2 separate regions of the Danio rerio genome follow, and region 2 is linked to region 1. Evidence: chromatin contacts called from public HiChIP or PLAC-seq data. All regions are on one chromosome and are shown on one strand. Each heading gives the region's core, a stretch centred on a gene start, on an enhancer-like site or on the middle of the called end of the contact. The rest is flanking DNA. Distances are from core to core; before and after follow the strand shown.

The links. HiChIP or PLAC-seq counts read pairs in DNA pulled down with a chosen protein or histone mark.
Region 2: a contact with region 1 is called in an H3K4me3 HiChIP or PLAC-seq map of embryo, with 3 times the contacts expected there. The contact joins the promoter of cant1b here to the promoter of pfklb in region 1. A contact is called at or near these places in 1 of 18 Hi-C or Micro-C datasets (hematopoietic stem cells) and 1 of 4 datasets of contacts at active chromatin or transcription factors (embryo).

The regions. Positions count from the first base shown.
Region 1 is chr11:47,171,490-47,176,383 of GRCz12tu, forward strand. pfklb (phosphofructokinase, liver b) reads right to left here and starts at 3,623. Exons shown (of 22, transcript NM_001328389.1): 1 at 3,401-3,623; 2 at 713-786; 3 at 271-348. The coding sequence starts at 3,482.
Region 2 is chr11:47,303,679-47,308,880 of GRCz12tu, forward strand. It overlaps cant1b (calcium activated nucleotidase 1b), which reads right to left and starts at 1,478. Exons shown (of 4, transcript NM_001003595.2): 1 at 1,306-1,478. It overlaps afmid (arylformamidase), which reads right to left. Exons shown (of 10, transcript NM_001017677.1): 7 at 4,506-4,584; 8 at 4,122-4,257; 9 at 3,822-3,926; 10 at 2,311-2,848. The coding sequence ends at 2,819. All of the region lies in intron 1 of si:dkey-93h22.4 (a long non-coding RNA gene), which reads left to right.

The DNA.
Region 1 (4,894 bases), core at 2,373-4,872:
GCAGAAAATTCAGCCAAAAACCTTCAAATCTGGAAAAGTAAACGTTAAATTATTTGTATAATCATGTCAGGACAGTGCCAGGAGCTGAAATAATAGCTTTATCATTGATTTTTGGTTGTTTTCATGAATATATGAACCCTGTATTGCTATTTAATTAAATAAAATAAATGTATTCATGTTTCCTAAATAAATGCTGGATATAAATAAATAAATAAATAAATACCAGTTTCTCTTTATATTCGTCATTTTTCTGGAGTTTTTCACACTCACCAGCTGGATGATGTTGGTGACGGTCTGCCAGTTCGCCAGTTTGATGTGATCTCCTCCGTCCACCAGGCCTTGATAACCCTGACACATACACACACACACACACACACACACACAGACACACACACACACACACACACACACACAGACACACACACACACACAGACACACACACAGACACACACAGACACACACACACACACACAGACACACACAGACACACACAGACACACACACACACACACACACACACACAGACACACACAGACACACACAGACACACACAGACACACACAGACACACACAGACACACACAGACACACACAGACACACACAGACACACACAGACACACACAGACACAGACACACACACACACACACACACAGTCAGTCAGTGCTGTGTCGATGCTCATTGACTCAGTGTAGGGTGTAAACAGCTCCTACCTCATATATCAGGTAGACTTTAGCGCCCACAAAAATGCCCATGCGTGTTACAGCGCGAACCGCAGCATTCATACCTGCAGGAGAACACGCACACACATGCACAACACACACACACACACACACGTCAGCGCGCATTTCACTCCGCCATTAAAGCTGTTGTTTGTCGTTTTCACCATGAACTATTACACAATACTGTCCTATTCTGGAATTGCGAGTTCATTTCTCTGAATTCTGACTTTAATGTTAAATTCTGAGTTTGCATCTTGTAATTCTGAAAATTTCCCTCAGGAATTCTGAGTAAATATCTCAAAATTCTGATTTTATTTATAAGATTTGGCCTTTTTTCCTGGAATTCTGAGCTCTCGTCTCTGAAAATGGACCTTCTTTTTTAAATTCTGACTTTGTGTCTTGTGATTTTGACTCTTTTTCTCTGGAGTTTATATCTTTAAATTATTAATACATTTTTCAAATTCAGAATTTGCATCTTAAAATTTGGTCTTTTCCTAAAATTCTGAGTTCATTCATTTTCTTTCAGTTTAGTCCCTTTATTCATCAGGGGTCACCACAGTGGAATGAACCGCCAACTTATCCAGCATATGCTTTACGCAGCAGAAGCCATTCCAGCTGCAACCCAGTACTGGGAAACACCCAAACACACTCATTTACACACACACACACACACACCCTACGGGGCCAGTGTAGTTGATCAGTTCCCCTATAGCGCATGTGTTTGGACTGTGGGGGAAACCGAAGCACCCGGAGGAAACCCACGCTAACACGGGGAGAACATGCAAACTCCACACAGAAACTGTCTTGCTGTGAGGCCATAGTGCTAACCAATAAATTCAAATCTCAAAATTCTGACTTTATTTTTAAGAATTGGTCTTTTTTTCCTTGAAGTCTAAGTTCTTATTTCAGAAAACTGACTTTATTTTTTATTCTGAGTTTGCATCTTATAATTCTCACTTTTATTCTGTGGAATTTGGAGTTAAAATCTAAGAATTATTACTTTATTTTTTTAATTATGATTTTTTCTGGCATTCTAAGCTCTAATCTTTGAAACAGAGTTTCTTTTTACAATTGTGAGTTTGCATCTTGTAAAGTTGACTTTTCCCCGTAGTTTAATCTAAAAATTCTGACTTGCATCTAAAAATGTTGTATTTTCTCTGGAATTCTGAGTTTATATCTCAAAATTCTGACTTTATTTTTAAAGTTCTGAGTTTGCATCTTATAATTCTGAGTTCAAATCTCTGGATTATTACTAAATTATTTTAATTCTGTCTTTTTTCCTGGTATTCTGAGCTCTTATTTCTGAATTCTGACTTTGCATTCTGATATTTTTATTATCTAGGTTTGCATGTTGTAATTCAGATTTTTCCCCCACGTCTCAGAGTTATTAATTTATTTATGAGGACTCTGTCTTTTACCTGGATTTCTGAGCTCTTCTCTGACTTCTGTCTGTATCTTGTAATTCTGACTTTTCCCCCTGAAATTCACAGCTCAAATCTCAAAATTCAGATTTTGTTTTCCAGAATTGGTCTTTTTTTCCTCTGGGTTTCCTCTGAGTTTTTATCTGTGAATTCTGACTTTATTTTTAAAACCCCAAATTCACATCAAGCAATCCTGATTCTCATCTTGGTATTTCAAGTTTTAAATCCCGTTTCAGACTTCTGTTTATGGATTTCTAAGTTGGCGTTTTTTCTTATTTCTGCCGTTGTTTTTTACATTCAGAGCTAATATCTTAGAGTGTTGATTTTTGCCTGGGATTTGCTGATTTTGTCTGGCACTTCTGACTTTTGCAATTCTAAGTTCACATCTCAGTTTTCTAGCATCACTCTTGTTTTTTTTCATGAGATTCTGAGTTTACATCCTGCAATTATGAATTTTACTTGGAATGCGGATGTCTGTCACACAACATTGTTTTTTTTCCAGGAATTTGGAGTAAACATTTCACAGTTCTGACTTTTTACACACAGAATTGAGCATTTACATCTTAAAGCTAAGACTTCTTAGTTCTTACTCAAATCCTTTTCTTGCAATTCTAGATTTCAGTCAATTCTACATTTCAGTCATGCTATTCAGATTTTTATGTCTGAATTTTCAATTTGCACCCCACAGTTCTCTAGATTATGTCTATTCGTTTATGTTTACAATCTTAGCCTAAGAAACAGCAACACAAGCAATGCATAATGAATGAGCAAACAATTGCACAACAGATTTAGTGAAGCAGGAGATGTGCATGGACACTAGTTAGGGGTCATGAGAGTGGTATTCAGATGTGTTACATAACAATTCAGTTCATGCATTACTTCTGCCCCAGATATCTACTTTAGAACCGCACCAAAACACAATAAAAACTAAAAAAAAAAACGAGAAAATGTGTGTAAAACCGCCCGTGCATTGTGTTTAGTGTGCTTGAGGAATCCGCAATGCAGAAGCTCAGCACTGAAATGCAGCTGTCAGATCCTCTACAGCAGGTATTGTCACACACACTGCATGTACACACACTTTCTACATGCAACACGTTTGCTTACTAACATTAATGCATCAGAGACGGGTTTAAACTGCATTACTGGTCTGAAACGCGTTTATATTGAATAAATGGCGTCAGTAAAGCAGAAAGAGTGTGTTTGTGTTTGTCGTTTTGTCGCTTTCTGCACTTTATCTTCGTGTTTTGGCTGTTTTTACCCTGCGCGTCCCCGCCGCTCGTCAGCACGGCGATGGCTTTTCCAGCGCCGCTCATCCGCAGCTTCTCAAAGTCCACATGCATGATGGAGGATCTTCAAAATCTACCGATCACCGACAGAAAAATCAACACCGACTCCTCTGAAAGCTCCTTACAAATCACCGCACGCAGCGCACGCACTGAGCTCGAGGAATCTCCGCCCACTGCTTGCTCTGTGCGTTCCCGAGACTATATGGGGTCACGTTTGCGACATAAATCTGCGCGCAGAAGACAGTGAAGCTCATACAGCAAACAAACAAAGACACACAAAAATATAGAAAATGGCCTGTTGCGCGCGCACTTACATTTTATGACACAAGTTCTTCAATGTGTAATGGATCAAAACAAAAAAAGTTAATAAGTTATTGTGGGTTAGTTATTTTATGTGAGAGTAAAGGAATGTCTGACCTTTCGCAAACCATAACTGCTTAAATCTCTAATCTAACACCGGCATCCAGGCACTGATAAGAATATATATATATAGTTCAGATGCAAAAACCCCTAAGTGTAGTCTGAAATTTGCTTCTAAAATGAGCATTATTCTCAGCATCCTATGTTTGTGTTTAGTTATTTCACTTTAAAGGCAATTTAAAAAAAACATACTTTTTGCCAAAACGTGGATTTACTGAACATACACAAAGGAGCTTGAGAAAAATACCCATTTTAGGAGATTTCAGACGGCATTTAGTTTTATACATCTGAAGTCTTATATATATATATATATATATATATATATATATATATATATATATATATATATATATATATATATATATACTCTACATAGATGTGTAATTTTGTATAAGAAACTCAAATCCATTCTTTGGATATGCCATTCATAGAGGCATGCTTTAAATAAATAAATAAATAATTAATTATTATTAAATATTATTATTAAAATAAAAATAAATAATAATGTGCTTGAAATTAAAAAGGCTTGTTTTCAGTTCTTTATGAAATCCAAGACACAGATGCCTTTATTAATGGCAAATCCTGAATAATAATAACTACACACACACACTATTCAAAGTTATTATTATTCGGGGTTTTATATATATATATATATATATATATATATATATATATATATATATATATATATATATATATATATATATATATATATATATATATATATATATATGTATGTATGTATAGGCTACACACACACACACAGTTTACCTAAACTTATTCAAAATATTATTTAATATATGACAGTATATTTTCAGTTACTGACATTATTCTTATAAAATGATCCTTTCACACATGCAGGAATGATTAAATATGATATTATGAAGGAATTACTGATCCAGAGTTTTGATGCAGACATTGAGAATATCATGATACTGTATGGCATCTGTTTCCTCATAACTGTTGTTTTTGTCTCCCTCTGCCGCTGAGCGCGTGAATTGACAGACGGGGACGCGCTGTTGTCATGGACGCGCAGTGACGCGCTC
Region 2 (5,202 bases), core at 228-2,727, 130 kb after region 1:
TGAACAAGGTATAAAATATTACAATTCATCTAGAAAAAAAATAATTAAATTTATTAATAAAATAAGTAAAATTAGGTAAAAATGGAAACATTTAATCTATAATGAAAATAATTAAATTCATAAAATATTTAATAAAATAAAATTCATGACTCAAATTTAAATTGAAACCTGATAGCAATTAATGTAATTGAAATAAAAAGAACATTACAGTTTATTCACATTTAATGGTACTTCTCTCTTTTAAATAAACTAAGTGTAATTTAAATTTTAAATAAACAAAGTTTTTTTTCCCTCACCGCTGTCGCCACTGCCTCGCATGGTTCAGGACTGGTAGAGCTACGCATCGATGAATTTGCTCTTCAGTGTTTGAACTCTCAGTAATGATTAAATCACACTGAACTGAGCTAAACTGAACTGAACTGAACTTAAACACTAAAACCTGAACCACACTGTTCCAGTTACTGAACCACACTGTTCCAGTTACTATGACCATTTATGTGAAGCTGCTTTGACACAATCTACATTGTAAAAGCGCTATACAAATAAAGCTGAATTGAATTGAACTAACCAGTGATAATTTTATATTGTAATAAAGTCATGTAATTATAAAATATTTTTGACAAAATCTAGTTTAATGTTCAGTAGCCTGTAGATCCGTGATTTACTTCAAATCTCTCTATTCTTATGATTACTAAGCTCAAATATTGACTTTTAATTGCAGGTCAGAGAGAAACCATGCAACATTTTATTATTTTAACACATTTCCCTTACTGTAGAAAAAACAATCCCTGTTTGGTTTGTGTACACTATATTTTTGTGTTTCATTTACAGGATATACACTGTAATTGTTCTGTTGTTATTGCAAACAAAAAGTATTTCCAAGCCTTCCAGTCCGGAAGTGTGTTAATCTGCGCATGCGCGAACCCTCCGCCATACACGCGATGTTTTATTTACACAAGTTACTCTAAAAACAATCACGACAACATGATAACAATTGGACATTCATGAAAAATTCAGTTTCTTCGTGTTTGTCTGAGGGTCAAAACTGTTATATTAACGTTACAACCATTACACTTGCATCACCCCAGTCTTGTCTTTAACAGTTATAAACGCGTCTAAAAGTTTATATTTTATTTTAATGACTAATGTGATGACATAACGAGGTTACTCCGAGTCCTTAGTTTTAATAAAACAGAAAACATTAGACTGAAGTAATTCCCGGCAGTTTCTGCTGAATAACCGCCGTTAACCCTTTATGAGGCGAACCCTTCCCGCTCCAAATTTCCTCCAAATAACGCTACTCACCGTGTTTCTCAGTCAGATGTAGTAGTTTAGTCCTGTGTTATGATGCGTTATTACATCCTCGCTCCATCCTTCGGTACCGAACGCGCTTCCTCCGCCGTTCAGACCGAAACAGTCCTCCGCCGTTGCTGCCAACACACCGGTACCGCGAAACCCCGCCTACAAGCAAAGACGCCGAAGGTTCGGTTCATGAATATTAATCACGTAACGCCACGTTCGTTCAAGACAACTCGCTGATAGGCTGAAAGCAAGCATGGAAGAGTTCGCTGACCAATTAAAGCATCACACAGTGTGCGTAGACTAATTATTAAATATTAATTAGGTTACACAACCTAAAACTCTGGAAATATCTAAGCAACATTGAAGAATTGTAATTATTCATGAGATTAGCTTTCACCAGTATAACATTTATAATTGAGATGCAATGCATTAAGACATTGCGCTGATAGTATTATTAGCAAGGCAGAATCTGTGGACATATTTAGATTTATCTGCACATAAAATAAATAATCAGAGAATTTATGCGGAACGATTTTGAGAGTTTAGTAATTAAGAACTTAACATCAAATGTAAAGAAATATGACTTATTATTTAAAATAATACTTATCATTTAAGGCTTACAATGCAAATCCAATTAGAACCACTTGTTTGGTAAACAAAATTAGTCTCTCACATAACATATCTACTAAAAGACAGAAAATATTACTTTACAAATATTGCTACAAACTGTATTTCACATAAATCACACTGTCATTTGCATACTAATCAATATTACTGAAATGACTATAAAACTGATTACGTTTACACACATTTACATCAATGACTCAAATATGGACTAAATATCTGCAGATTTCGCTGTGTGTGCAGATTCCTTGTGGGCCTAATCATAAGTGTGTCAAAAGCAAGTTTATGAGTGTTGATATTTCCCCGTCCTCTAGAATAACACAGAGAGTGTGTTGTGTTTCAGAACAATCTCTCCATTCACAATCACAACAATCACAACAACTGTGCTCAAATCAGTGCTTTATTAACGCTTCAATCACACGCTGACACCACAGTCTGCTCCAGGAAAGCACACTTAAAGCAGCTGGTGAAGGTGATTTGCTAGTTTTACTCGTTAACAAGTGCCTTTAAAACACCAAACCAGTTCTGCGGCCGGTCCAAACCTGTTTATCCAGTCAATACAAACTCAAAACAAAGACAACAAACTGATGAACATCTTCAGCACCATTGACCCGTGTTACATTTGAACTCATTTGCATTTGAGTGTCAAATTCTGCAGTGCTTTAAGTGATTAAAACATTTAAATAACTATGAAAAACACCTTACACAAACACTTTCCTGAACACACACACACACACACACACACACACACACCAGATGGAAACACACTTCTGCTGTCTTAATGACGTTTAACATTTAATGCTAGTGTCTCATTGGAGAAAGAGTGAGGTCATTGTGAGGTCAACTCACAAGTCGGTTCCAGAGCAGTGCATTCTAGGTAATTTGGCGATCATCAACTTTTCCCGATCATCTTCAGGAGAAGCTGCAGAAGAAATTAAGCGGATCAATAATGCATAACAACTGCCTTAAAAACACAACGACTGATTTCCGCCTGATAATTTTAGTTTGATTCAGTTTGATTGGTTTTATTCATTTAGTTACAAAATTTGTTTAGTTTCATCTTATTTAATAAAAAATAATAATAAATAAAAAAAGTGTACTTTAAATTTATAATTAATCATTAATTCAAAAATTTAATCATGTATTTAACTGATAATTATAATAAATCCATTATTACAAAATTATGCAGCCCTACAGAAATGTATAAATAAAAATTGTGATTTAAATAACAATATTAATAATAAAACGTATATTACCACTAATTTTACAGTTGCAGTAAATACTATTTCATTTTCACACGGTGTTAAAGACAAATTTTACGATAGATGCTTTTGCTTCATTTCACATTAGATAAATAACAAATAATAAATAAATAAAACTATTATTTAATTAATTGCATTTTCATTTGAAATAATAAATATATTATGGCAAATTTTAGCAGTCACACAAAAAATCTTAATTTTTAAATTATATTTTTTTTAATTAATTAATTAATACTATCATAAAAAAAAAATATATATATATATATATATATATATATATATATATATATAAACTTATATTGGTACTATTATTTTACAGTTGTTATGTAAATTAAAATGTCGATTTATTTTTTATTTTATTTGTTTAAAAAAATTTTTACTATATGTATATTTTTGCCTAATTGTACATTTATTAAAAATAATAAATAAATAAGTTTATTGTTAGATTCCATAATAATTAAATTAACGTAATAATTGATCATTTAAATAAATTAATAATAAATACACTATGGCAAAATTGCGCAAGCCCAACAAATTTTTTTTAAATAAAAAAATTAACTAATTAATTAAATCGCTCATAAAAACAACCTGAACTGTAAAAATTTATTTTCCGCCAGACACTGAGCATCTAACCTTGGTGAGGAGGTAATTTTCATCCACGAGTTGCTCTATGATGCTGAAGTGATCCGTTTCAGAAACATCTTCAAAAGACACTTTAAGACCAGCAGATTCCAAAGCCTAGAAGAGAAACAAAACATCAACAATACAACACAAATCCCTGCAAATATAATGCCTGATCAATAACACAGAGAAGCAAAGATAAGTGCTACCACTACACAAACACTGCAGTACTACACTAGAACTTTGTAGATTGTTAAATAAATAAGTAATATCGCACATTATTTTCTTTGCAGATTAATTAAATGCTCTTACTTTATAATATTCCTCCGACTGTTTGCGAAACTCGGGCGAATCGTTCTGCGCCACAGCTACAGTGATGTCACAGGAAGCAGACGAGACCTTGAGCTGTGACAGGAAGCGACTGGGGCTGTTCCTTAATGCAACTTCCCTGAAAAAAACATCATTACAAACCTCTCACACTGTGCTAACATTACTGTTTATTTGACTAAGTTTTGTTAAAGTGATTTTGGGCTAATGAGATTCCACCATGGGCGGAGCTTCACAGCAGGCCATTATTAACCCATTATAAGAGACACAAAGCAACTGATTTAGAGCTTCAAAAACAGAAGATTAATATAGTTGAGCAAAATAATGCATGTTCTCAATATCTTTAATATTAGAAAAAGAGGCTCATACTCTGTCATTTTCAGCGGCTCGTTGACATATGTGGACAGAATGGGCTGAAGATCATAGATGCCGCTCACCAGAAATGCACCTACGAGCAAAACATATCTAAATGTGAATTTAAATATCAAATTTACACTTTTGTAAGTTTAACAATGTTTTTTATTGAAATATATTATATAGAGAGCCACAGCATCAGATACACAGAATCATTAGACAACAACTGCTCCAATGTGGCGGCAGTACACAATTTGCTCACATTTTCTTTCTCTCTGAATGAAATAATACAATTACATATTCTTGCATTAAGAGAATGAGAGAGAGAAAAAAACACAAAACAAAACAAAACAAAAATAACACACACACGCGCACACACACACGCACACACACACACACACACACACACACACAACAATAATAATAATAATAATAATAATAATAATAATTAAGAAGAAAAAGAAGATAGAAAAAAAACATTATAGATAAAAGTAACACATAATAGGTTAAACACAATACAGAGAATATATAAATACAAATACACAAAGAGTACAGCAGTAGAAAATAAATTAATAAAAAAATAAATAATAATAATAAAAATAATTAAAAATTAAAATAAAAAAGTAAAATAATAATAATATTAATAATAATAATCAATTAAAATAATAATTAAAATAAAATTAAATAAAATACATAAATAGATAACAAAAAA